6 separate regions of the Mus musculus genome follow, and all the other regions are linked to region 2. Evidence: chromatin contacts called from public HiChIP or PLAC-seq data. All regions are on one chromosome and are shown on one strand. The core of a region is the stretch at or near the end of the contact, and the rest is flanking DNA. Distances in the headings are between cores, read along the strand shown.

Evidence for each region. HiChIP or PLAC-seq counts read pairs in DNA pulled down with a chosen protein or histone mark.
Region 1: a FOXA1 HiChIP or PLAC-seq map of pancreatic cancer cells shows a contact between it and region 2. The contact joins two enhancer-like sites. A contact is called at or near these places in 1 of 15 datasets of contacts at CTCF or cohesin (the NIH/3T3 cell line), 3 of 115 datasets of contacts at active chromatin or transcription factors (embryonic stem cells, fibro-adipogenic progenitors and pancreatic cancer cells) and 1 of 9 other capture datasets (adipose tissue).
Region 3: a contact with region 2 is called in an HNF4G HiChIP or PLAC-seq map of pancreatic cancer cells. The contact joins two enhancer-like sites. A contact is called at or near these places in 1 of 15 datasets of contacts at CTCF or cohesin (the NIH/3T3 cell line), 6 of 484 Hi-C or Micro-C datasets (cortical neurons, embryonic fibroblasts, embryonic stem cells and 3 more), 5 of 115 datasets of contacts at active chromatin or transcription factors (embryonic fibroblasts, embryonic stem cells, heart atrium and 2 more) and 1 of 9 other capture datasets (embryonic stem cells).
Region 4: a contact with region 2 is called in a FOXA1 HiChIP or PLAC-seq map of pancreatic cancer cells. The contact joins two enhancer-like sites. A contact is called at or near these places in 3 of 115 datasets of contacts at active chromatin or transcription factors (embryonic fibroblasts, embryonic stem cells and pancreatic cancer cells) and 1 of 9 other capture datasets (liver).
Region 5: a FOXA1 HiChIP or PLAC-seq map of pancreatic cancer cells shows a contact between it and region 2. The contact joins two enhancer-like sites. A contact is called at or near these places in 2 of 484 Hi-C or Micro-C datasets (nephron progenitors and pancreatic cancer cells), 3 of 115 datasets of contacts at active chromatin or transcription factors (cardiomyocytes, fibro-adipogenic progenitors and pancreatic cancer cells) and 1 of 9 other capture datasets (embryonic stem cells).
Region 6: a FOXA1 HiChIP or PLAC-seq map of pancreatic cancer cells shows a contact between it and region 2. The contact joins two enhancer-like sites. A contact is called at or near these places in 1 of 115 datasets of contacts at active chromatin or transcription factors (pancreatic cancer cells) and 1 of 9 other capture datasets (adipose tissue).

What each region holds. Positions count from the first base shown.
Region 1 is chr3:102,309,121-102,312,978 of GRCm38.p6, forward strand. No RefSeq gene overlaps it. Among named protein-coding and RNA genes, the nearest start is that of A230001M10Rik, 49 kb to the left of the region's middle. Within about 2 kb of position 1,376, at least 56 of the 459 cell types and tissues checked have an H3K27ac peak or open chromatin away from gene starts, as enhancers often do. A contact at or near this core is called in pancreatic cancer cells, where this site is marked.
Region 2 is chr3:102,489,613-102,493,661 of GRCm38.p6, forward strand. All of the region lies in intron 1 of Ngf (nerve growth factor), which reads left to right. Among named protein-coding and RNA genes, the nearest start is that of Gm46818, 14 kb to the right of the region's middle. Within about 2 kb of position 1,374, at least 62 of the 459 cell types and tissues checked have an H3K27ac peak or open chromatin away from gene starts, as enhancers often do. A contact at or near this core is called in pancreatic cancer cells, where this site is marked.
Region 3 is chr3:102,674,923-102,678,746 of GRCm38.p6, forward strand. No RefSeq gene overlaps it. Among named protein-coding and RNA genes, the nearest start is that of Gm40112, 17 kb to the right of the region's middle. Within about 2 kb of position 2,424, at least 72 of the 459 cell types and tissues checked have an H3K27ac peak or open chromatin away from gene starts, as enhancers often do. A contact at or near this core is called in pancreatic cancer cells, where this site is marked.
Region 4 is chr3:102,656,887-102,660,932 of GRCm38.p6, forward strand. No RefSeq gene overlaps it. Among named protein-coding and RNA genes, the nearest start is that of Gm40112, 35 kb to the right of the region's middle. Within about 2 kb of position 2,690, at least 32 of the 459 cell types and tissues checked have an H3K27ac peak or open chromatin away from gene starts, as enhancers often do. A contact at or near this core is called in pancreatic cancer cells, where this site is marked.
Region 5 is chr3:102,336,371-102,340,573 of GRCm38.p6, forward strand. No RefSeq gene overlaps it. Among named protein-coding and RNA genes, the nearest start is that of Gm40110, 34 kb to the right of the region's middle. Within about 2 kb of position 1,766, at least 57 of the 459 cell types and tissues checked have an H3K27ac peak or open chromatin away from gene starts, as enhancers often do. A contact at or near this core is called in pancreatic cancer cells, where this site is marked.
Region 6 is chr3:102,713,380-102,717,275 of GRCm38.p6, forward strand. No RefSeq gene overlaps it. Among named protein-coding and RNA genes, the nearest start is that of Tspan2, 19 kb to the right of the region's middle. Within about 2 kb of position 1,787, at least 195 of the 459 cell types and tissues checked have an H3K27ac peak or open chromatin away from gene starts, as enhancers often do. A contact at or near this core is called in pancreatic cancer cells, where this site is marked.

The sequences.
Region 1 (3,858 bases), core at 126-2,625, 180 kb before region 2:
TATGCATATATGTGTACATATGTGTATATATGTGTATGTATATGTATACATATATGCATGCATATACATCTCTATATAAAAATTTTAAAATTATTGTTTGCAATAAGTGCACTGCCTGAATGTGTGTATGTGTACCATAGGTATATACTGCACTTATTGATGTCAGAAGAGGGTATTGGATACCATGGAGTTACACACAGCTGTGAGCTGCCATGTAGGAGCTGAGAAACAGAGCCCCAGGTCATCTGTAAAAATAACTAACTCTATCAACCACAGAGCCAACTCTCCAACTCTGTTCTTCCATCTAAGTTTAGTCAGAGAGTAAGGATTCCCACTAGGAAAAATAGGCTCCTGGGATAGAGATATGACCTGAGAGTGACCCATCTCATTGCACTCTCGCTGACCGAAGTGGAAATCCCCAGGCCCTACTGTCCACAGCACTAGAGGTCCCTGTCCCAGCCCAAGGACAATGTAACCATGGCAATCCTTGGTGCCATCTAAAAGAAGTCAATCGCAGGGAGTGTAAGAAGAGGGTTAGGGCTGTTTGAGAATGGATGTTATCTGACTTCCCACAGATTTACATTCAGTTCAAAGCCCTGAGGACCCCTGTGTGAAAAACAGTGCATTAGGGAAAGAGGATGAGAAGAAACGAGGATTGGGTGGGAAAGGACATGGGCCAGGGAAGAGAGAGCAGAGGCAAGAGGAGCCGTGGAGACTGGGAAGTCCAAAAGAGGCAAAGGCTTTCTGTGGGGTTAACGTTCCTTGCGGGACCTTGGTCGGCTCCAAGCGTGCTCCGCCCCTAGGTGGTGCTGTGTAGTCAGCAAGAGCAGGAAACAACCATTGTTGGAAGCAAGATATTTCTCTTTGATACGAGGGCTGGCTGGACTCTGCTCTCCCATACTACTCTAGATGAACCCAGGAGTTGGTCCCTGTCTGCCTCCATTCTCCTTACTCTTATCCCATCCTCTAGGAACTTTCTGGATACTGCGTCCTGGATGCTCTCAAGAAATCCATTAAATGGGCAGTGTTACCTTTTATTATCTTTTATCCGTAGATGAAAATAACGTGCCCGAAACTCGGAGTGAGAAGCTCAAAGTTTCTCTGCCCGGAGAAGGTTTAAATTCAGATCTGGGGACAATTTACGAGCCTACGGGGTTAGCTCATGCTGGACTCCCGAAGGCCACCTCTGGGACTCTGAACCTCGCTGGTGTATCTTTCCTGCGGGCTTACATGGGGCCAGCCTGGCGGCCACCTGGCTCTCTATCAATCAAGCAGCCTTGATGGAGCGGGGACCACATTGTGTACAGAGCCCTGCCCCAGCCCTTGGCAGAGGGAGTCACAGGTGGCTTGTCAGGAGGGAGGTGGATTACTGTGAGTCATTCCTTCCCCAAGGAACCTATGGCAGATTCCTTGCTCATTGGTCACTAGGGTGACACAGCTGAGTGTGAGTAACCAGAGAGGGGGAGGGGCAAAAGGGAAGAAGAGCGGGAACTCTCTAAATCATCGCAGCTGTGAGGCATCCTAAAACAAGGAAGGTTTCTTTTCCAGTTCAATTTAAACCTGTCAAGACCTGTGGACGTTACAGGCCAATGACCCAAGAAGTAAATGGAATTTTTATATAATTATTAATTGGCACCGAAATTGTACAAATTCCGAATTAAAAAATATATATTAGTCAATGTTATTAGGGTGTAACAGTAATCTTTAAAAAGAAAACATAGCTGTAGAGAGCATTGACGAATGTATTCCACATTGGGGGTGGTGAAAAGCAGAAAGGAAGAGGAAACAGAAGCAGAGGAAAAGAAGGGAGAGAAAAGAGAAAGGAAAAAATCTGCCCTGGGGGTCCCACTGGGCTATGTGTCTGGCCCTGGGACCTCTGGCCTCTGCTTTGTCTATTTCTCCTCTACATGGCTACAGGTTTTCTCTCTCTGCATTCATATTTTGCCAGGTGCTTAACATAGAGGCAGACACACAAGACTTCTAAAAGGCACTTGCCTATCAACACTGCTATCAAACTTGCAGGGAAAGAAAACAGGATTCAAAGGTGTATTATTTTTCCCCATGCTTACTGGCAGCAAGCATAGTGATTTTTCACTGTGCTTTAAAAAAAAAAAAAGATTGATTGGTTAATTATCAATTCAGGTTATAACCTGCACCAAGCACTTCTTTAGACAGTTACTAAGTGGCTGAGTGAGTTTTCTGGAGTTGAGTAGATATGGGATAGAGGCAAGCCAACTGCAAGTTTGATAGCAGTGTTGATAGGCAAGTGCCTTTTAGAAGTCTTGTGTGTCTGCCTCTATGTTAAGCACCTGGCAAGTTGCAGAAGTAATAAAGAAAGAATTAAGGAGAAAAACGAGATCGAGATGATATATAATTATGCTTCCTTACCTTTAAGCTCTTCAAGGCTCATCAAACAAAGGGCACGCTCATCTTGCACGAGGAAAAGAGGGCCGCTTCTGATACATCTGGTGAATTCATCTGTTGTCAGAGAAGGTGCAGCCAAGGGTCCAGAGGAATGACCTTCTCTAGGCTCTTTCTGCAAACTGTCTGCGTTTTATCAATGGTCTTGACTTCATAAAACAAAACAGCATGAGAGGCAGTTATCCAAGCGCGTGAGCTTCCAACTGTCAGGATACAGACAGGCAAGAGTCCTGGAGGCAAGCAGCCTGTGACCTCAGACATAGGAGGCCCTCAGATTCATTTGCTTCGGGTGTTGAAATCAAGCAAGAAAGCAGTTACTGTTGAGTGTTAGTGCTATTCCAACCTCAATGAGATTTTATCTATGGGGAGAAAGATTAGGGGAGACCAAATTTATTGTCATTCAGAGGAAGTATTTATAAACTTGGCAGAGTCTCATGCGAGAGAGTAGAACAAAGGCTGCCAAACAGATTCATAAATCGAAACGAATGACCTGAAAGTATTTTCCGCTGCATACACGTGGTTCTATATGCACTGTGCCGCTCCAGCTCAGCACTGGATTGCCCTGTGTGGTGCTGATGTTGCTATCTCCGTTGTAGGCATGGGGTAGGGTGGGGAAGCTTGAAATCGTACCAGCTAAAATCAGGACAGAGCAGAAAGGATGCTGTGAGGACAAGGCTGCTGTCAGTGTAGACTGTTCCTGAGCTGTTGCAGAGAAAATAACAAGGGTAACGCTGGGGGAAAAACTGCAAGTGGGCTAGATCTGACTGGGGAGAACATAAAAGAAAGAATAACAGCATAAAATAAAAGGATGTGGTAGGATGATGAAGGAAATTGACCTGCAAAGCATATGGGCCTGATTTTGCTAATAAAGTTTTATTGGAAACAATGATGCTCATTTGTTTACTGTTTGTTAAGCTTGTTTTCATGAAAGACAAAGCTGCATTCATCGTAGCACAGACCATAAAAACCACGAACCTAAAAATATTTACTATCTAGCTCTTTATAGAAACAATTGATAAGTTTTGGCTTTAACTATGGTCCTTACACCTCTCTATGCCCATCGTGGGCAGCAGCTCTCTCCCAGGGTTTCTTTGAACTCTTGGCAAAGCCTTATACTTCTCTACCTGGCAACTATTTGTATTTATTTTGAATGTACTCTGATGCTTGCCAGTTTACTCTTGGAAAAGGAAGTATATTAAGCATTCTATTAAAAGGAAACTAGAAGCTGTATTCACATAGAGAAAATGTGGAGAGGTAATGACGGAGATCTGTGATACCTGTTCAAGCCCAGGAACACTGAGGATTGCAGGCAAACCAATGTCACAATGTAAAGCATGGGCAGGACACATGTTTTTTCCCTCTAAGCCTTCAGAAGGAATCCATCTGCCACTACCTTGGTCTTATCTTTGGAGCCTGCAAGACTGAGAGGGAATGCCT
Region 2 (4,049 bases), core at 124-2,623:
CCTCGGGATGACACCGTCATTTGAGAAGTCAGCTGGATGGGCTGGAAGGAAAGTATTATTCCATCAATGGTGGAGAGACAGAGTTAGAAGCCCACAGTTGTGCAGATCACAGTTGTGCAGACTGTCAAGGCATTAAGCCAAGGAGATGAAAAAGGGTCTACTCTCCAAACCCTGTCCCTGGCATGACTGCACCTATCTGAGGAAAGGATCCTTCTAATCCACCAGATGATTCTGTGTGGTCCTGACCTTAGGAGCCCCTGTCTGAGAGAGGGGCAACCCTTTGGAGAGAGAAAGGGGACAGACACTCTTGTTACCAACTTTACAGTATTGCCTAAGGCCAGTTGAAATGTTTGTGGTCTGAAGATGAAGGGACATTTCTCTTATTGACATGGAAATAATTAGCATGTTTAGCTTTTCGTCTTCATTGTCCAAATACTGTTCAATAAAACATCTTATTGCTGATAATTATCCAAACATTACAGCAAATGGGGGACTCCTGCCAAGGCCAGGGATGCATTTCCAGTTACAGAGTGCCAGAGTGGTTTTTTTTTCTTTAATTGCCACATATTCACCTGGCTGGCATCCTCTGACTGTGGCTCAGTGACGTGGCTCATCAATCCCAGGTGAGGAGCACTCTGATAAAGAGTAAATTCTTCTCCATGGTCAGATCCTGAAATGAGTGGGTGACAAACACAGGGACATTGTTTCCTTGACTGAGGCTTGTTTTCCATGTGTGGGAGGAATTCCAGACTTGAGAATCCTGCATCCAGACTTCATAGATTTCCCCTTTTCTGGTCAAGACAACACGACTAATGATAATGAACAATACCAGCTTGGCTTCCATGATCCAAAAGGCTCAGGGTCAAAACGTGACCTCCGTGGGGATTGGAAAGGATCCAACAGCAACTACTGTCTTCTGTTGTCAAGTTGGACCACAGGCTTCACCAGAGAGGCTTTCTCTTGGCTTCTGCGGCATGAGGCAGAGCAGATGTGCCTGCCTGCTAATGCGCTGGAGGATGGAACTATTCTTCCACTTATTGAAATCAGATGCACGACACTCAGAACTGCCCTACACACAGATGGTGGCTCCACGCAAGCTCCATCAGAAAATTACAAGAGCCGTGCTTCCATCTTCTAATGCTCTGACAACTGTGGTTTTCTTTTAAACCAAGCAAGCACGAGGAAGAAAGGCTTTCTCCCTTCTCCATGCACACAGTCTGAGGGGCAAGACCTCTGTCAAATAAAACACTTCTAGATAGCTAAAGCCGCACCTTTGCCCCTTGATCTACTTTCGCTTTCCACGGTTTCAGTCATCTGTGGTCAACCACAGACTGAAAGTATTCAATGGAAAATTCCAGAAATAAACAACTCAGTTGTGAATTGCATGCTGCTCTGAGTAGCTGGATAAAAATCTTGCTCTATCCTGCCAGGATGCCTGCCATCCCTTCGGCCTGGAGTATCCATATTGTATGGATTTACCCCTACCTGTTAGTCACCTGGCGACTGAATTGATTATCAGATTTACTGCCTTGAGTGTGTGTAGAGAAGCCTAATAAAGTGGCGCGTTGCTGGGTCATTTGCTTTACCCCATCTTTTATATCTTGCAGGCATTATATCATAGCATCACAAGAAGTGTGAGTACAGGATGGGGGTGGGGGTGAGACAGATAGACAGAGAAGGGAGGAAGGGACAGAGGGAGGGAGGGAAGGAGGGAGGGAGGGAGGGAGGGAGGCAGAGAACATAACATATCACTGTTATAATTTTCTATTTTGTTTTTAGCTATGTTAGTCTCCTACTGATTTACTTCATATGTTAAGCTTTTTCATAGCTATAAGAATAGGAAAAGCATGGTATGTAGAAGGTTCAACATTACCATAGTCTCAGTAGCAGCTGAATACCTCAGAACAAAGAAGGGCTGACTACTGGATAACACCTGGGATGTGGTAGATAATTCTGCAACGTGTCCTAAATGCAGTTATCTCTGCATAGGAGGGATTGGAATAGAAATCAATATGGCACTGGAATGAAAGACAGTAAGGTGAATGGAGCAACCTATATTTAATCATCTAATTTGTAACTTGCCAATAAAATCTTCTGAGGTTGTGTGGAAATACATAAAGTATTCAATTTGAGTATTTCAGTTTAACTTCAAGAATTTTTTTTTATCTTAAAATGCTAGAGAGGTAACAAATTAATTCAGTCGCTCTGATGTTTACATTTTAGTCTAAATTGTTTTGAGTTTCTTTTGGCTTTTCTATATTAAAAGTACAGAATCTGGGTAAACTGTTGTTAGGATAGCTTTACTAATTGATTGGAACTGGAAATTTCCATAAGGAATTTGTTAGTTTCCTCTCTGTGAAAAGTATTGCCTATTGTGAGAATTAAGTCAGATAATGCATTGAAAATATTTACTATCACAGCTAACACACTAGATACTGGAAAAATTTAGCTATAATTCCCCCCCTCTGTATTGAATATATATTTCATTTTTATCTTCTTACAAAGATAACACCAATATCTAATTTTAAAATGATGTGTGTACTATGTGTGTGTGCCTCTCCATCTGCTAGTGTGCACACATCACAGCATGCCTGTCGAGGTCATAGGTCATCCATGGCTGCCAGCCACCTTCCGCCTTGTTTGAGTGCTACCTCACCCAGCTTCCCGTGGGCTCTAAGGCATCAAGCTCAGATCCTCGTGCTTGTAATATGAACACCTTACCCACTAATTTTCCCCAGCCCCCTAAGAAGTTATTTAAAAACCGGGAGACTGGCAGCTTCCATTATCTTAATTTCTGAGTCTATGAGATTGGTGTAAATGCAAAAGACTGCAACGAGGTGCTCTAGCCTCTGTCAGCGCTTAGCTCTCTTCCCAGCTGCCCTTCAAGGCTTGCTTAAGATGGCACAGCATGGCAAGCAGTAAGGACTGGAGAGGACTTTGCAATTCATCCCATCATTTTCTAGATACCTCTCCCAGTGTCACAGGGAAGCAGAGACATGACTAGCTCAGAGCTTGCTGCTTATCCACCCATCCATCCATCCATCCATCCATCCACTCTGACAGGTGATCCCGCTCCTGATTAATTTATAATGTTGCCTTCTTCTGCTATGCGCTAGATGTCTCATGATGTCACACAGGCAGAAGCCCACTCTGGGGCCTACAGCAGGCACTTGACAATGGCTCCATCAGTCCTCTGATGTGCCTAAGTGAACACTGAGCAGTGGAGATTGGAAACTAACACAATTTTTCTTCTTTTTGCTTTTGAGACAGGGTTTCCTGTAGGACAGCCTAGCCTGTAACCCTATGTAGTTACATAGGAATCTTCCATTCCTCTTCGTTCTACCTCTGAGTCCTGAGTGCTGGGACTTAAGGCCTGTGCCCTAAATGCCTAGGTCTCTGCTATGCACTTGTCTTCTTGTGGTGAGAGTGTTGTCTTACATCTGTGTACACTAGTACCTCCCATGTGGAAGTTTTCTGCTACACTCATGGAACACAAAGGGTCGTGTGGGAATCACTGGCCTCTAGAGAATACCTAGGCTATGGTGGGGTGCTGCTTACTGGCTTGCTCCTCATGGCTTTCTCAGCTTTATTTCTTATAGAACCCAGGACCAACAAGCAGAGGGGTGGCCCCACCCACAATGTGCTGGGCCCTCCCCCATCAATCACTGATTAAGAAAATGGCCTACGGCTGGATCTTATGGAGGCATTTTCTCAAATGAGGGTCCCTCTTTTCAGATGACTCTAGCTTGTGTCAAGTTGACATAAAACTACTCAAGACACACACCATCCACAAGAAGCATTGTACCCAGAGGTTAATTTTTAAGGACAGACCCAGTGTTCAATTAGAACCTGGGACACAGCTCTTGAGAAAAGGAACAGCACAAATGGCTCATCGTGTGATTGACAAGGGGGGCGGCAGCTGAATTGCGTCAGTAGTCAGGGCTGTCTGCGGCGACCTTTCTTGGGCTTGAACATGCACAGCCAAGCTCTGGGGAAAGAGTCAGAAGTAGATGTAATGGGAGAGTTGATTGGATGTGAGCAGCCAAGGT
Region 3 (3,824 bases), core at 1,174-3,673, 190 kb after region 2:
AGCAAGTTCTGGGCAGGGCACGGATAATTACCTAAATGGCTAATAGGTAGGAAAAATTGTTCGATCTCATTAGTGTAAGGAAATGAAAATAGCAAACCCCTCATAAGATGGCTAATACCACCTTTCCCAAAAAATAATGGCATTTGCTATGACAGGCACTCTCACGTGCTGCTGATACAAACCGATGAAGCTTCTTTGGAAAATAGTTTGGCATTGAGTTTTATCCTATAACCCTGGGATTTATGCGGCAGAAGCCCATGCATATGATCACCAAAAGACCTACAGAGCGTTCACAGTGGCTTTTTTCTACAGCCAAAACTGCAGAGAACCCAAATGCCCATGAACTGGAAAATCTACACTAAGTTGTGGGCTCCAAGTGCAATGGAACATTATGCCAACATGGAAATATGTAAACTATACTTGACAACATGAAAAAGGAAACTGATAGTAAAGGGAAATACCATATGGCTGAGTTCAAGGTCAAAATGAGGATAGGAAAATCAATTGCAGCATTAGAAGTTTGTTGTTGTCTTTAATAAAAAAAATTTTTTTTAAAGCTTGACTTTAAGGAAGCTTACCTTTTGGAGATGGAGGAGTGGTCATGAGAAAAGATTCTGGAAACTGGTCTCTTTCCTCATCCAAGTGAACGGACGTTACACAGGTACTTCTTGGATATAACTAATTGACGGTATTTGTTTATGATAAGCCTTTCTCTGTGTGTGTATAACAACAGTAAGAACTGAACATAAATGTATGCATGACAGGTCTCGCAGGTGTGAATTCTCACAAGGGCGTGGCCACACTCAGCACCCTCTCACCCACAGTGCTCCAACAAGGACAAGAAACATTCCAGGTTGTCGTGGCAGATGCTGCCTTGCATATCCTCCCTGGATGGAGGTGATAGACAATGGAATGGACCAGAAGCAAAGCCCTTCAGCACATCGACAGCCTGCGAAAGGACTCTCACCACTGCCCTCATTTCCTCAGAGCTGGAGAAGAATCTAGGCCACTGAAGAACAGAGGCCCCACCATAGACTAACTGGGTAACTGAGAAATGGTTAAAACTGCCCAGCTGTTGGATGTAACCTCTATAAAATGAGAATAAGCAGGCCACCCCAAATGGTTCCAAGAGGAAACTAGAAATGTGTCTATCAATGTGCTCAGCCGAGCTTCTCCAGAAAGCCGCTTCTTCTGTTCCTCTTCAATGTTTTCTGAAGAGACTCAACCTCCCCACAGCGACCTCCCGACTCAGAATCCGGTGCTCCTGGAAAGCTGGCGTTTCAAGTATTCTGTTACCGTGTTAGACTATGTCCCCGACTTTGATTCTGAAAGCAAGGGCCCCTCTCTGATTGGAAGGCAAGTTCGACCCATGGAACTGCCCATCTGGAAGATGGCTCTGTCCTTTGAAGTAGGTTTCCAGAAGGCCCTTTTCCTCCCCCCCTTATTTACTGCAACTCATAGGGACAGTTTGTTGACAACCCCCTACCCCCAGTTCCCGAGGGTGAGGGAGGACCTTGATCCTTTAACACTTTATTCTCTAAGTGCCTGACGTCTTCTATGCAGACACACTGATGTTTAAGAGGTACATGGTTTGTTTCAGTCACTCGTCAGTTAAACTCATCCCTGTGTAAAGCAGGGGAGAGAGCACGGGGTTATGCACGTACCCGTCCTTCCTAACCCGCAGTACACCTCTGCCCCATCCATCACTGACCAGCAGCAGCTAGTAATTAGTTCTAACTAGGGGCTGAGCATCTAGTGGAGTCTATGGGACCATCTCCAAAACCACCTCCCCAACACCGTTCCTAGTTCTTCTCATCTTTACACCACTGGCTGCCAAGCTTCTCACTACCCTGTTTCCCTCCTTTGTGCACGTACACAAACACCCTCCAACACACATCCTCTCATTGGTTTTGGGCATCTCTAGTACCCAGCTTCTATCTCCACTCTCACTCTTCTACAACACTGAATTCATAGTGCCCAGCCATTGAGGAGACACTGACAGTGCCCTCCCAGACACCCTGAGCCTCTTGTCCCTCCCTCAGAGTCACCAAAGCAGAGACAGTTTACCAAGACCCTAGTTTAGAATTCATAATTTTGTGCTCTGTCTCTTAAAAAACAAACACTCCCCCAAACTGTAACACAAACTGAAGTGTTTGTTCACACAGAGTTGCAATCTGGAGAATGACGTCACAGGTGACCAGCCCCCCTGATCAACTCCTGACTCCGAAGCTCACACGCCACACCCTAGCCTCTCTTGCTGTGTTTGCTGTTGGCCGGAAGCTTCGCCATCTTCACTGCTTTCTGCAAAGACTATATTTATAGAGTAAAAGAGCTCTGAAGATGTTCAGTTCTGTGATCAGTCACTGCTGCCTCCTGTCCCAGGAACCAGCTGAATTGCTCACTGCCAAGCTGCTTGGCACACAGCACCAGCTGGCTTGTCAGCCTCAGCCCTGCAGGGAGCTGGGACAGGCAAGTCTCCTCTCCTCTTTGCATAGCAGCCCTGGGTGGATTCAGCATGAATACAGTGATATACCACCAGGGGAAAGGTGAATTGGAACATTTCTGCCTGAACAAAAAATCGGTGCTCTCTGTCGTTGAAGTCTCAGTAACAGTAAACAGGGATCTTTCACTACAGCCTCCCTGGACCCCTGAATCAGTGCCTTTGAGGTTCGACTCCCTTTGGAGCAGACACAAAAAGGCTTTCGATATCCCTGGCTTATGCAGACTTTGTAAATTGGTACAACCCGTCTAGGGGATGAAGTAGCATTCTTAGTAGAGTTGAAGATGGGCGTTCCTCTTCCAGGTGTGAATCTCAGAAGCGATGTAATCCGATCTGAGGATGCCTAACATAGAATCTGTAACAATAATGATGGAATTTAGAATGGAAGAGGAAAGGAAGGGGGGGTCAAGAGAGAAAAATGAAGAGACCTGGAACAACCAAAACATCCACCAACACAGGCGTGCACTAAAGCGTAGTGTGGTCTTATGAGGAGCTGTTGGTGGGGCTGGGGAGAAGCGCTTGCTGTCTGACCATGAGGCCTTCAAATCAGTGTGGGCCCTTGAATTCAGATCTCCAGCACCCGTGAGAAAAGCCAGGAGTGGTGGCTTATACCTATAACCTAGCCCTGGAAAAAATAAAGACACAAACATCGCTGAGGCTCATTAGCCAGCCGCATCAGCGAGCTCCAGGTTCAGTGAGAAACCTGGTTTGAAGCTACGGTGGAGAATGATGGAGGTCAATACCCAATGTCAACTCCTTACCTCCACACGTATGTACAAACACCCTGTCATGTACATAACATGTGCATGACACATATTCTACATACAAAAAAAGAATACAATGAATGAACTACAAGTGACTTATTAACACGAATAAATCTCAAAAAAATATATAGTTAAGTTTAAAGAAAGCTAAGTTGAAAAAAATGGGATTTCGGTTTTAACCACTTAAAAATAAACATACCTACTGTGTGTTGTTTGTGAATATATCACAGTGTTACAGAAGGTGACACTTCAGGGGGTAAATGGCTACAAGGTGGGAGGTTAGGGTTAGGGGAGATGGTTATAGCTGAATTTGCAACACTTTATTTCCTTAAATAAATATTTGAACTAAATCTGGTAGAATATTAACATTTGGTTAAGCTTGTGGTAAGAACATTGAGTATCGATTGCATCACTGCTGAGCTGCTGAGGTACTGTCCAGTTTAAAATATAATAGGTGTAAATAATTCTCTAAATGTTCTCCAGGCTTTTGCCTCACTCACAAAAGATAAAATGTCCAGTCTGGCCAAGTGGAAATTTACAATAAACAAAAACTAATAGGA
Region 4 (4,046 bases), core at 1,440-3,939, 170 kb after region 2:
ACCTGCCACTCCAAAGACAAGAACTCATATCTTGGTATCAACAGTATATTTTGTCCTTAAGGAGTTAGAGAGAGAACTGGACACAATGCCATGTCTTTTGCAATGTATTATGGAAGCCTGCGGGGGTCCCATCTCTTTCCACCAGCTGTTGACTACAAGGTAGCACTCAGTGCCCAGGGATGACGCTTGAATACAAATTGAGCCCTTGCCATCATGAAAAGAGCTAGGTTTTAGGGGTGATTTGTTTAAAAGCCAGATCATAAATCAACTGTCAGTTTTTCTTTCTTCCAGGCCTGGCAAGCTCACCTTTACATTGAATTAATCGCATCTGAAACTTGACCTCGAAGCCCCACCCCTCCCCCTGGCCTGTTGGAAACATGTGCACGGGGCCTTGCAGTCAGTGCAGCAAGAGCTTAAATTGTTCCACATTTTTAATAAATGAGCCAGGAACCCATGGGACAACTCCCATTGACCCCAGCACTCGACATATTGATCAAATGAAGAAGGCAGAGTCAGATTGGCAGTGACCAGATTTGAGGGAACAGTTACTAAGCGTGGCAGGCCCATGCCTGGACAAAACTGATCCACACTCTCCATCGAGGCCAGAGCGCCTCTCAGCCTTCAGAAAAGCTCAGAAATATTAACTGCCAGTAACAGCTCAGCTGGGGAGGTGGGGAGGGGCAGGGCAAAGGGACGAGAGGAGAAGAAGGGAAGGAAGGCAGGCAGGACCACCTGCCAGAGATGGAGGAGCCTTTGCAATCTGCACAGAGCCAGGTCTCTGGGACTTCTGCCATCTTCTTCCTTCTCTGATGCTAAAAAAAGAAATTTGATGGCAAAAAAAAAAAGTTTGGAGTTTGCTGTAATGGGGCCTAGGAGTCCATGGCATAAGTCAGCCTGAGTGAGAAGCCCACAGTGACACTGGAGACAGGCTTGGCATGGAGATCGGCTCCTCTCCAAGGAGCTAACACTTTTTGGCAAGAAACAAACGGACATGAAAATCGATGTGGCAAGTGGCTACTCTAGGCCAGTGCCAGAATCTGGAATGTAGCGTAGAGCAAGCCACAGAATCCCATTCCCTCACACACAGTCCAGCCAGGCAGGTGATGCAGTGGCAGAGACGTGACAGGGACTAAGAGAATCCATGGGACCACAGAATCCACGGGAATACCACCTTAGATGCACATGCTTGGCAACATTCCCCATAGAAGCTCTCCATACAGGCTGAGGCCAAGGACGCACGGGACAGGGGTCGTCTGCAGGGCTGTCAGAAGAGGGACTGACATGTATACAAGCTTGGGGCCAGAGAAAGTAGAGTGCCCTTGGGAACCAAGAGAATGACTTTACAATGCAGAAAACAGAACCAGCAGGGGAGCCGATGAAATTGAACAGCCTTGACAGTCCCAAGCCGCAGGTAACTAACAGGAGCTTAGACATAGGCACCAGCACAGAGCTGGGGTACACAGAAAAGGGAGCAACGGAATTCCCTGAGCATGGCCAGAAAATGCTTTGCAATGAGCAGCCTGCTAAAGAATGACTAAGGTTTGCTCCAGATGTGAGAAGACTGCTTCAGAGGGAGGAAGCCGAGTATGCAAAGGCAGTGTGGCTCAGGCAAGAGTAACTTTATACTCTCTCCAGTCCCAGGTGAGATCCTGGATGAGCAACACATGCTATGCCAGGTTCTCTGAGGCTCAAAATACGGGGTCTTAAGCCCCAAGAAAGGTGGAGGGAACACGCATGGAGTCCACGATCCTTCAGCCCGGGGACCCTCCTGCAGAGAACAACCTGTATCCAATATTCAGAACCATAGGCCGGTCAGCTGGAGTCACATTAGGGGGACAAGGAAAATGATCCCTTTCTAGAGAGGCCTTCATACGCCAGCAGTCATGGCCCTGGTCAGATATTGCGTAGAAACACCACCCAGAAAAGGATCCTCGGAAATCATGCCAATTCAATCAGCACAACTTGGTGTGTGATGTTCCAGACAGAGATGTTACAGAAATGTCACATTTATTCTTCTATCACCCTCATAGAGGAGGTTAATTTACAAGTGAGAAAAATGGCAGTCAAATATCCTGCCCAAGGCTCGGCATGATTAGTAAGTGAGAGTGAGAAAGGTCCGAGGACTTTCTGGGCCATATTTCCCTGCTGGTACTACACCGTTGCCCTAGACATGCACACATGCACATGCACACACACATACGCACGTGGAGGCAGAGGGCTGAAGAGTCTCCAACTGAAACAAATTCTACATAAAGCAAGTTCCGGACAGCCCTCAGAGGCACTTCAAATCTGTATCACTCCTCAGGCAGGCACCCCAGCACCCCACATGCATGTATGAGAATAGAAAAGTTGTGGATGAACAATTAGAATAAAGAAGCTGACGACGGGTATCTCAGAGAAAACCGACTAACAGGCTAAGATCCTAATATGGCTGGCCTAATCTCTAGCACAGATGTCCCAAAAGGCTGAACTGACCTGGAGAATTAAAGATAAGACATGGAGAAAGTGGCCCTCGGAGGTGATCACTCTGAAAATCACCTGTCCTCCAACCACAGGAAGGAACTGCAGAATTTGAACTTGTGAGTCATCCCGTTTATCTGTACCACCTCTGTTGAGTCATTGTTAACCAGTGAGCCTGCCCTTGTGTAAGGTGTGTGTTTGCATCTGGGCCCACACATTCAGCAGACAGCACCAGCCAGGGTGACTCATGAGTCCTCACATTTTGTCACCATTAAGTCTTGTCAGAGATTCTCTATGCTTGTCTGACTCCAGAGAGAATGTTTTTCCACAAACGGGAAGCCAGGGCGCAGGACGGGAAACCCCTCCACCAGCTATGTCTGAGTGTGTTCATCTCTCCTCAGAGTTCATCCACCAACTGCCCCCTCTTCCTTCTGCTGTCTTCAGCTTCTGTCAGTTCCTAGAAGATTGGCAGGAAACATAGTTTCACTGCGGGCCATCACTGTCTATTTCAAAACTCTTCAGGGTCTCAAAAGATCCCTGGTTCCTCTCATACACTCTTCTGAAAGTCTATTCATAGTCTTTGCCAATGATGTCATTCCTCACAGGAAAACCAAATGCACATCTTCACATGTTACTCACTGCCCAAAACCCTCCCATCTTCTACCATACACAGACCTGTAAATGTTGGTTTCCTCCACACACACACCAAATGTTATGTCTCTAATAATGTCCACTGTGTTTCCAGTCACACACAAGTCAAGCGGAACAGGTAAAATGTGGTCACAGCTGAGCAGTCCAGGGATGAGACCCAACCTAACCCGTGTCTGTCTGGATCACCTTCCTGGGATATTATGAACAGACTTGCTCAGGAATGACAATCTTAGCATCTGTGCCTTCCACAGGTAAATTGAAAGCTGAGGTGAGATGGGGAGACGGGAGCTGCTTCCCCAAGCCATAACCAGGAAAGCCCAAACAGTGGGTCCATGGTAAGGGGAGATAAAGCTTACCTGAGAAGTGGGGCTGAGAGAAAACCCACTCACTCCTGAGTCCCTAGGGCTTAGAACCCAGAAGGTGCTCTCCCCGGTGTTAGCCCTCAAGCATGGAAGGCAGTAGATGAAAGAGTTAAATGTCCACTTACATTGAAAAAAAAATATGACTGAAAATGTCTGAGTCACAGAGTACCTACAATCATATACTATTTCAGAAATGGTTTTTCCTGTACTCATAAAATGTCCTCCTCCAAGTTCTTCATCTTTACCTTTAGTGTGAGTTCCTGGGTCTCCCCGGATCCATCTTCTGCATTACCAGACATCCATTTCCAGAGTGTCAACACAGTTTTCTGTGGATGTTGTTTGGCATTATTTTTAAGTCAATCCCAGGATGTCACTACATGCCACAGAAAGAAGTGACAGAGACACAGAAGGCATGGAGAGGGGAAAGGAGGGATGGATTTTTAACTTCAAACGCATTACTCTTTTTCTTCTGCAAAGTTCTTATTCATGGCCTAAAATTGATTCTCCTCTGAGATCTTGCTTACAATTGCATCTGTTACTTGCGATAGGAATATGTATAACCAGCGATTTTTT
Region 5 (4,203 bases), core at 516-3,015, 150 kb before region 2:
GATTTCTGAAGGGAGACTGAAGAGACTGGAGCCTCAGAATACAGCAGGAGGCCCCAGTGAAACCTTCTGTTCCACTGAGGTTCTCTCTGCACCCACCAACATCCCGAAGCTGAGCCCTTCTCTTTTATAACCAGCACACATAACACAGTTGTGTTTCTGCCCTACCCCAATTTGTTATCATGGATTAAAAGGCAGGATTGGACGTGATAAATCTAATCCAAGTGACTAAGTGAAGAGGGTGGAACCATACCAGGTTCCTGGATGCAGAAACCGAGCCATTAGTCAGCATTCCATAGATGATTATCAAGTAGGAGGTGCACTATAGACCTGGGTGAAGATGTGTATCTTCTTTGGACATTGTTAACTAAAGCCACAGGCATGAATGAAATTAGCCAGGGAGAAAGTAACCAGCAAGAAGGCCATACACCATGGGATGGGGACAGAATTGAGTTGCTATAACAATGACGTCATCGTGTCATACCGTGTGCCATATGCCATGTGCTCACATGACTACTCAGCACTGTAGGTGACTTGCAGTGTCCTGGAGAGTGGCTTCACAACCTATCTCTCGTTATAGCAACTTAATTCTGTCCCCATCCCATGGAACCTGTATGTGAGGGGGTTCAGTATAGAAACTGCTGACATGACCAGTCCATGATACGGGTAAAGTTTTTATTGTGGATATAAGAGAAAAAAAAACAAAAAACAAAAACAGAGGCATCTGGAAGATTCCAGAGCATAAAGAAAGAAGCAGACTGGATATGGCCAGGGATAGGAAACTATAAGAATGGAAGACAATAGAGAAGATGGGGAGATGAAAAGAGAGCGAGAGAATGGGGGGGGAGACAGAGGCAGACAGACAGACAGACAGACTGACTGACTGACTGACTGATAGAGAGGAAGGGAGGGAGGGAGGGAGAAAGAGCGAGAGAGAGAGAGAGAGAGAGAGAGAGAGAGGTGGGAAGAAGGGAGGGAGGGAGGGAGAGCAAGAGAATAGTAAGAAAAAGAGAATAAGTGTAGAGAAGAAAGGTTTCTAAGGAAGGTGCGCAGCTGCAGTCAGGGAGAGGCAAGGAGACCGGTGCAGTGGCTAGCTTTTATGTAACAGTAAATCCTCTCATAGTCCAGATAGAGCTGGGCCTATACTCAAGTTTGGACAAGTCGCTGTAGAGCATCCTAGTTTCTGTTACAAGTTGACTGTTGTGAGGCTTCCTGGTATGTGTGTGTGTGGTTTTGTGTGTGTATATGAGTTTGCGCGTGTGTGCACGCGTGCGCACACACACACACACACACACACACACACACACACACACAAAAGAATGGATTTCCTAAGCTATCCTCAGTGATAATGAGGATAATTTTCTTACTCCTGTAGTGCCTGACTGAACAGTGCAAAGAGGGCTGAATGGGCAGTGACTCCAGACAGCTGTGTCAGGAGGTGAATGGAAGTGTGGGTGTGAGTGCACGGGGGGGGGGGGGTGTCAGGGAGTGGCTGCTGTTGTTGTGTGTGCACTGGAGTGGGCTCCATGCACACAGGGCTCATGAACGTCCCCCCAGGATCCTCTCTGCCCCCTCACTCTGTAAGGCTTTTGATCACCAGCCACAGCTAGATTTCAACTGCAATAACCCTTGGCATGAGTAAGCTAGAGCCTCTCACCCAAATCTAAGCCACTTTCATTTCTGTTCTCTGATCTCATCTGTCTCGGGTGCCTGGTGTGTCATTAACACGTGCAGCATGAGCTGTCACGGCACTCACCTCCGTAAGTGTGAGAACTTGGAGAAACGTGAATGAGAGGTATAGAGTAATAAAGGCCCGTTCTGGGCCAAGTGCTGGGGCTAGGCCCTGAGTGTGTGCCAATGAGTCACCCCCTCCCTGCCCTGCATGCTTAACTGTCCAACTCGGGAGCAGGAGCTGCCGATGACGAATGGTGACTTGGAGGAGAAGGTAGAATTCCTCCAGGTGCAGCAGGAAAAGCAGGCCCCTGGAGGCCCCGGGAGAGCATGGGGTGGGCGGGCGTGATAAAAGGTGCTGAGTTTCTTGGTGGGTGGCAGGGAACTGACAGCCACCTGTCCACCTACAGTGCTGTTCACTTTGGCTAAGAAATCCATCACACCAGAATCACTTAGAGAAATGTTAGAAAATCAGACTCTAGAGAGGTTGAGACCACAGCCGAAGGCTTCCCTCAGCCTCCCTCAGACAGTGTCTGAAGTGAGGCAACAGAATTCACTGTAGGGCTGAGAAATGCCTGGACTATACAAAATGGGCTCACAGGCATCATGTTGTTCCCTAACTATGTTAGCAAGAGCCAGATGGGATGTGTGCTCACCCATAGGTGCTGGAGCTATGGCTTCGAGACTCCTGTCTCAGCAAGGATAGGCACAGCGAGAATTAGAAGAGGCCTTGTTCTCCATAAGCCTGTGAGGAGGAGGGCACCAGGTGAGCACTTGGCACTCTGTTGTCACCGTGGTAGCCAGAGCTAGCACGGGGCTATTTGAAAAGAACATTTCAGACAGGCAAGAGGCCCTGGTGGAAGTAAGAATACCTCAGTCCCACTTGGGAGGGAGAAGAAAGCAATCATGGGGGCAGAGGGAGGAAGAAACCCAGGTAGAAGAGAGGACAGGGAGGGGAAGAGGGGAACATGGTCAGGTATGGGGGGGGGGACAGAACTGAAGTCCTGAGGGCCAGCAGAAAGAATGGAAACAGGCGACCTTGGGAGGTAGGAGGTGGGGGGACCCTCTAGAATGTACCAGAGACCTGGGAGGTGAGAGACTCTCAGGACTCAAAGGGAGGGACCTGAGATGAAATACCCTACAGTGGGGAGAGGGAACTTGTGGAGCCCACCTCCAGTGGAAGGATAGGGTATCAAATGGAGGGATGGGGTTGCTATCCCACAGTCAGAACTCTGACCCAGAATTGTTCCTGTCTGAAAGAACTGCAGGGATGGAGATGGAGAAGAGTTTGAGGGAAAAGAGGTCCAGTGACCAGCCCAACTTGGAATCCAGCTCAAGGGGAGGCTCCAAGACCTAACACTATACTGGTGCTATGGTTTGCTTACAGACAGGAGCCTAGCATGACTGTCCCTTGAGAGGCCCAACAAGCAGCTGAAAGACTTAGATGCACCCAACCATGGACAGAAGCCAGTGACCCCTGTGGTTGAGTTAGGGAAAGGCTGGAAGAAACTGAGGAGGAGGGCGACCCCATAGGAAGACCAGCAATCTCAACTAACCTGGACCCCTGAGATCTGTCAGATACTGAACCACCCACCAGGCAGCATACACCAGCTGACATGAGGCTCCCAACACATCCACAGCAGAAGACTGTCTGATCTGGCCTCAGTGAGAGAAGATGCACCTAACCCTTGAGAGACTTGAGGCTCCAGGGAGTGGGAAGGTCTGGGTAAGGGTGGGGACATCCCCTTGGAAGGGGGTGGGGAGGTATGGGATGAGGAACAGTCAGAGGGCAGAGCAGGCGGGGGATAACAACTGGACTGTAAAAAAAAGATTAAAGAAAGAAAGAGAGAGAGAGAGAGAGAGAGAGAGAGGAAGGAAGGAAGGAAGGAAGGAAGGAAGAAGAAAGAAGGAAGGAAGGAAGGAAAGAAAGAAAGAAAGAAAGAAAGAAAGAAAGAAAGAAAGAAAGAAAGAAAGAAAGAAAGAAAGAAAGGCTCTAGTGGGTAAAGACGCTGCCAAGGCTTATGTCATGGGTTCGAGCCCTGGAAGCCACACTGGAAGGAGAGATTCGAGTTCTGAAAGTTGTCCTCTGACCTACACACACACACACACACACACACACACACACACACACACACACACACACCACAACCACCACTACCACCACCCACAGTAAATACATTTTTTTAAACGAAGAAAAGAACAGCCCTTTTGTTCCAGGAATGCCCACAGAGTAATGATTGGAATAAAACACAAACTATTCTTAGAGGCACTCCTCAGAAAGTTGACACGGAGTCTTCTGTATATGCTAGGAAAGATGGGACAGATGCCAGCCCTAGTGACAAAGCTTGGGGTTTGGGTCAGATACCTGGACAGTCAGGCCCTCTGATTAGTCACTTTGGTGGGGTAGAGAAAGGAAACTGACTAGAAAATTGTGTGCCCACGGTGACACTGCTGGCTCATGGAAAGACTCCCTTACCGCTTCTCAGTCATTTTGCAAACATGTGTGGGGTACCTGTTATGTCTTAGCACCACGTC
Region 6 (3,896 bases), core at 537-3,036, 220 kb after region 2:
ATTTTTTCCCCTTTGTAAAAGAAGAAAAAAAAAAAAGGAGGGATTTCAAAACATTAATAAGAGAAAGTACCTGCCCATCTTACCGAGATTGGCCAGACACACTACCCTCTGGGATTTCTGAACTCTAAGTGTCATCCCCCCCTCTCCCTCCCCCGAAGGGAATGTTTCAGTGACTCTCCTTTGAAGTGTTCACACTTTGCCTCCAGTGAATATTTATTTGCCTTTGAAACTTTCTGTCATCTTCGATGAGAGGGGCTTTCATGAACCTCCTTCTGACCCAGGGGTCCACCTCTGCCAGGAAGGGAGCCCAGAGCTGAGCACTGGACCGACAGGCCTCACGCTGGTCCCAGCTCTGCCTTTAATACCTTCATGGAGCTGCCTGAATCCTTTACCTCTCTGCCTGACCAGAAGCTGCCCTTGTGCTGGGTAAAGCACAAATCACCTGTGGGAAACATCGTCCAGAATACAGCGTCAGCCCCAGCCTCATCTCCAACACTGTAGACACCCAACACACTGCAGATGTGATAAGTGGGGGGGGGGGATCACAAACCATGTCATAATGCAGACAAAGACAAAATAAAATGTTTGCTTAGAATCTACAGATGCTCGGGGCCTGCTGAGTGACACAGGCCATTGGAAAGCCGGAGTCTCTGAGCCATCTCTGTGCGCTCCTGGCTGAATCCCTCCCTGGCACACACAGTTTGAAGTATTGAGGGGACGGCCCAGGGACTGGCAGCCAGCTATTTATATTCTAGCTGGAGCAGAAGCAATGCACCCTGGGAGAGAGTCCCGAGTAGTACCTATGGGGGTAAGAAAGGCTTGAGTCACACAAATGAGGAGGAACCCAAGAGACAGTGCGTGCTTACAATATAGAGTAGTGGGCGGTGGCCTTTATTCTTTGGAAAGAAGCTTTGGGGAACCTATGACCTCTAGGACTTTAAGAACATGGGAACCTGAAAGGCAAGGAAAACAAGAAGCCCAGACAAGAGACGGAGCATGAGCTGAAGATGTAGACGCCTCCTAAGGCGGTGGCTCTCAGCCTTCCTGATGCTGTGACCCTTTAATACAGTTCCTCGTGGTGTGGTGACCCCCAGCCATAAAATTATTTTATTGCTACTTTATGACTTTAATTTTGCTATCTTTATGAATTGTAATGTAAATTTCTACGTCTTCCCATGGTCTTCTGCGACCCTGCGAAAGGGGTTGAGTCTCTATTCAAAGGCTGAGAGCCCCTGCCCTAAGGGCTGAGACAAGCCTCTGAAGCTGGTAACAGGAGCCCAGGACCACTGCTCTAGGACAGTTCAGCAATGTAAATAAGAAGGAAACTTAGCCTCTCCAACCCTGAGGACCTCAAGTGGCCGGTAGCTCTCAGTAGACTGATGAAACCCTTCCACTTCCTCAGCCCTGAAGGGACTCCAGTCTCTGGTGACCTGCTGTAAAAAGCCTGAGAGTGTCAAGGCACCTAAGGTGGATTCAGCTCCCACCGCGATCAGAAGTATCCATGCTGCCTGCTCAGAGGAGGCCAGGAAGGCTGGGAGTGGCCTTAACAAAAGGCCCAAGTTCTCAGAAATTAGAAAGCATTGCGTGCTAAACCACGTTGATTGCTCCATAAACCGACTCCCTTAATGCATAAACAGCAGTGTGAACTGAGCACTGATGGCTACCGATCTTGGACCCACTCGCGTGGACAGTCAATGTCTTGTTGAGGAGACGTGAGACAAGCACTCCCAGACAATGAGTTCTTGAGTTCATGAGATACACGCAACTTGTCAAGTCCTTGCAATGCTTCTTTCTGACAGCAGGGGGGAGCCAACACCTGGTAAACGCCCGGGCACACTAAACCTTGCCGGTGCAGAAGAAACTGCCAAAGAAACAACCAGGAAATGATACCTTGGAAAGAACTGAAACCCAAGCAGGCTGGAAATGGAGGCAGCTCAGGCCCAGGTTTTGTAGGTGTTGCGGCCAAGATTATCGATCCCCCGAGTAAAGCAAATGTCAGCTGGGGAAGTCCAGGCTGGCCTTTAGGGTGACTGTTGCTCCGTATCTTACTCTAGCACCACAGACAAACACAATCTATTTCCTCTTTCTTTCTGTCGTGTCTGAGCTCACTCCGGTCAGGGCTAAGCCAAGCTCAGAAGAGGCAAAGACCTCAGGAAGGAAGTGGAAGGGGATTGGCTGGCTTCTTCCAGTTCAGCCTTACTGCTTGTCACTAACGTGTCTCCTCATATTCAAATTCCAACCATCCGGCTTTCTCCTCTTACTGCAGTATGTGGAAGTGTTCTACCTGGAAGAGAAAAGCTCAGGCGATCTCTCTATGCTCCCATTTTCTCCTTTGTGAAAGGAATATAAATATAAATATATTCGATGACAAAAAAGAAACCTGGACCGTGAGAGGCACGCCTCCAAGAGGTGAGAACAGAAGAAGCTACGAGAGCCTCCTTCTATCTCAGGTGTCCACCTCTGCCAGAAAGGGAGCCGGAGCTGAGCACTGGACCGACAGCCGACAGGCCTCGCGCTGGTCCCAGCTCTGCCTTTAATACCTTCATAGAGCTGGCTGAATCCTTTACCTCTTAGCATGACCAGAAGCTGTCCCTGTTCTGGGACCAGAGGAAGGCAAATGTGGGAACCCCGTGAGAGCACAGGCTCTTAGCTGTGTGACCTTGAATGTGTTGCTTAACCTTTCCTAGCCTCAGGTTCCTCTTCATCAAACGAGAAGTGGGGGGATGGAATGAGATGAGATTTAGTGGGTCCTTAGTGGTGACAAGTGATAGCATATCCCCTCACCACATTAAATAATAGATGGAGGCGCACCAGTTGGCTGGTGCCTGCAAAGTGTCAGGCATTATAATGAATTTCAAAAGTCATAAAATGATAAATTTTTTTGGATTTTATGCTCATTTAGCAGTTTTCTGCTTGCTTTGACAGTCATTTCTTTGCACATTTACCAGAAACAGGTAATATTCAGCAAGACACACTTCACTATCATTTAAAGGATGAAAATACTAAGATTCAAGGAGATTAAATGAATTAGCTAAAGTCCAGCCACTCAGGAAAAGAACCAGGAAAAAACGACTCTTCATAACTCTAATTACTACCTTCAAGGATATAATAATAATACTATCATGAGATGGGACTTAAGAGGAGACCCTAATCAAGTTGTATAGAATGAAGTCAAACAAGGGCACAACCGGGAAGGGGGAAGCATGTTTGCTAGAACCATGGTACGTGTTTGATCAAGCCAGCAGCCTTCACTGTCCACTACAGGCAAAAGCCCCAAAGAGAACAGACGGCACTTGGCTCTCTTCATGAGAGAAGAAAGCTGGTACCACAGGCTCATACCTCAGATGAATTATGAACCTTATAAACACATTTACCCCAGCAAAATGTTTTGTGCAGGCTGGGTGCTATGTCAGACACAAGAATCCAGTCACAGAGTCGAACCTTTGTGCAGCTTAGCAACCAGCAGGCAGGTGAACAATGAACAGATAATTCACCCAGAGACACACAAAGTCCTCCTTTAGCATCCACGGGACCCAGGATCCTGCCCAGTCTGCAGGTACTCAACTCTCACATGGAAGATGCTACGGTGTTTTCATAACTATACACATTCTCCCAGACACTCCAAATCATCTTCTCACCTAATATACTGAGAATGTTGTGTCAATATTTATTATTCTTTTCTGGGGCAGGGGTTTGGGAATAATGACACAAAAAGAAAATATGTCCTTTCAGGACACAGGTTTTTAGTCAAATGTTTGCAATCCATCATTGCTTGAACCCATGAGTATAAAATCAATGCACACAGGAAGGAGGCTGACTGTAATTACAAACTGGTATGTGTTGTGATAGATGTATCAGGTGTGTTCCAGGAAAACTTACAACCCTGAAATCTGGCC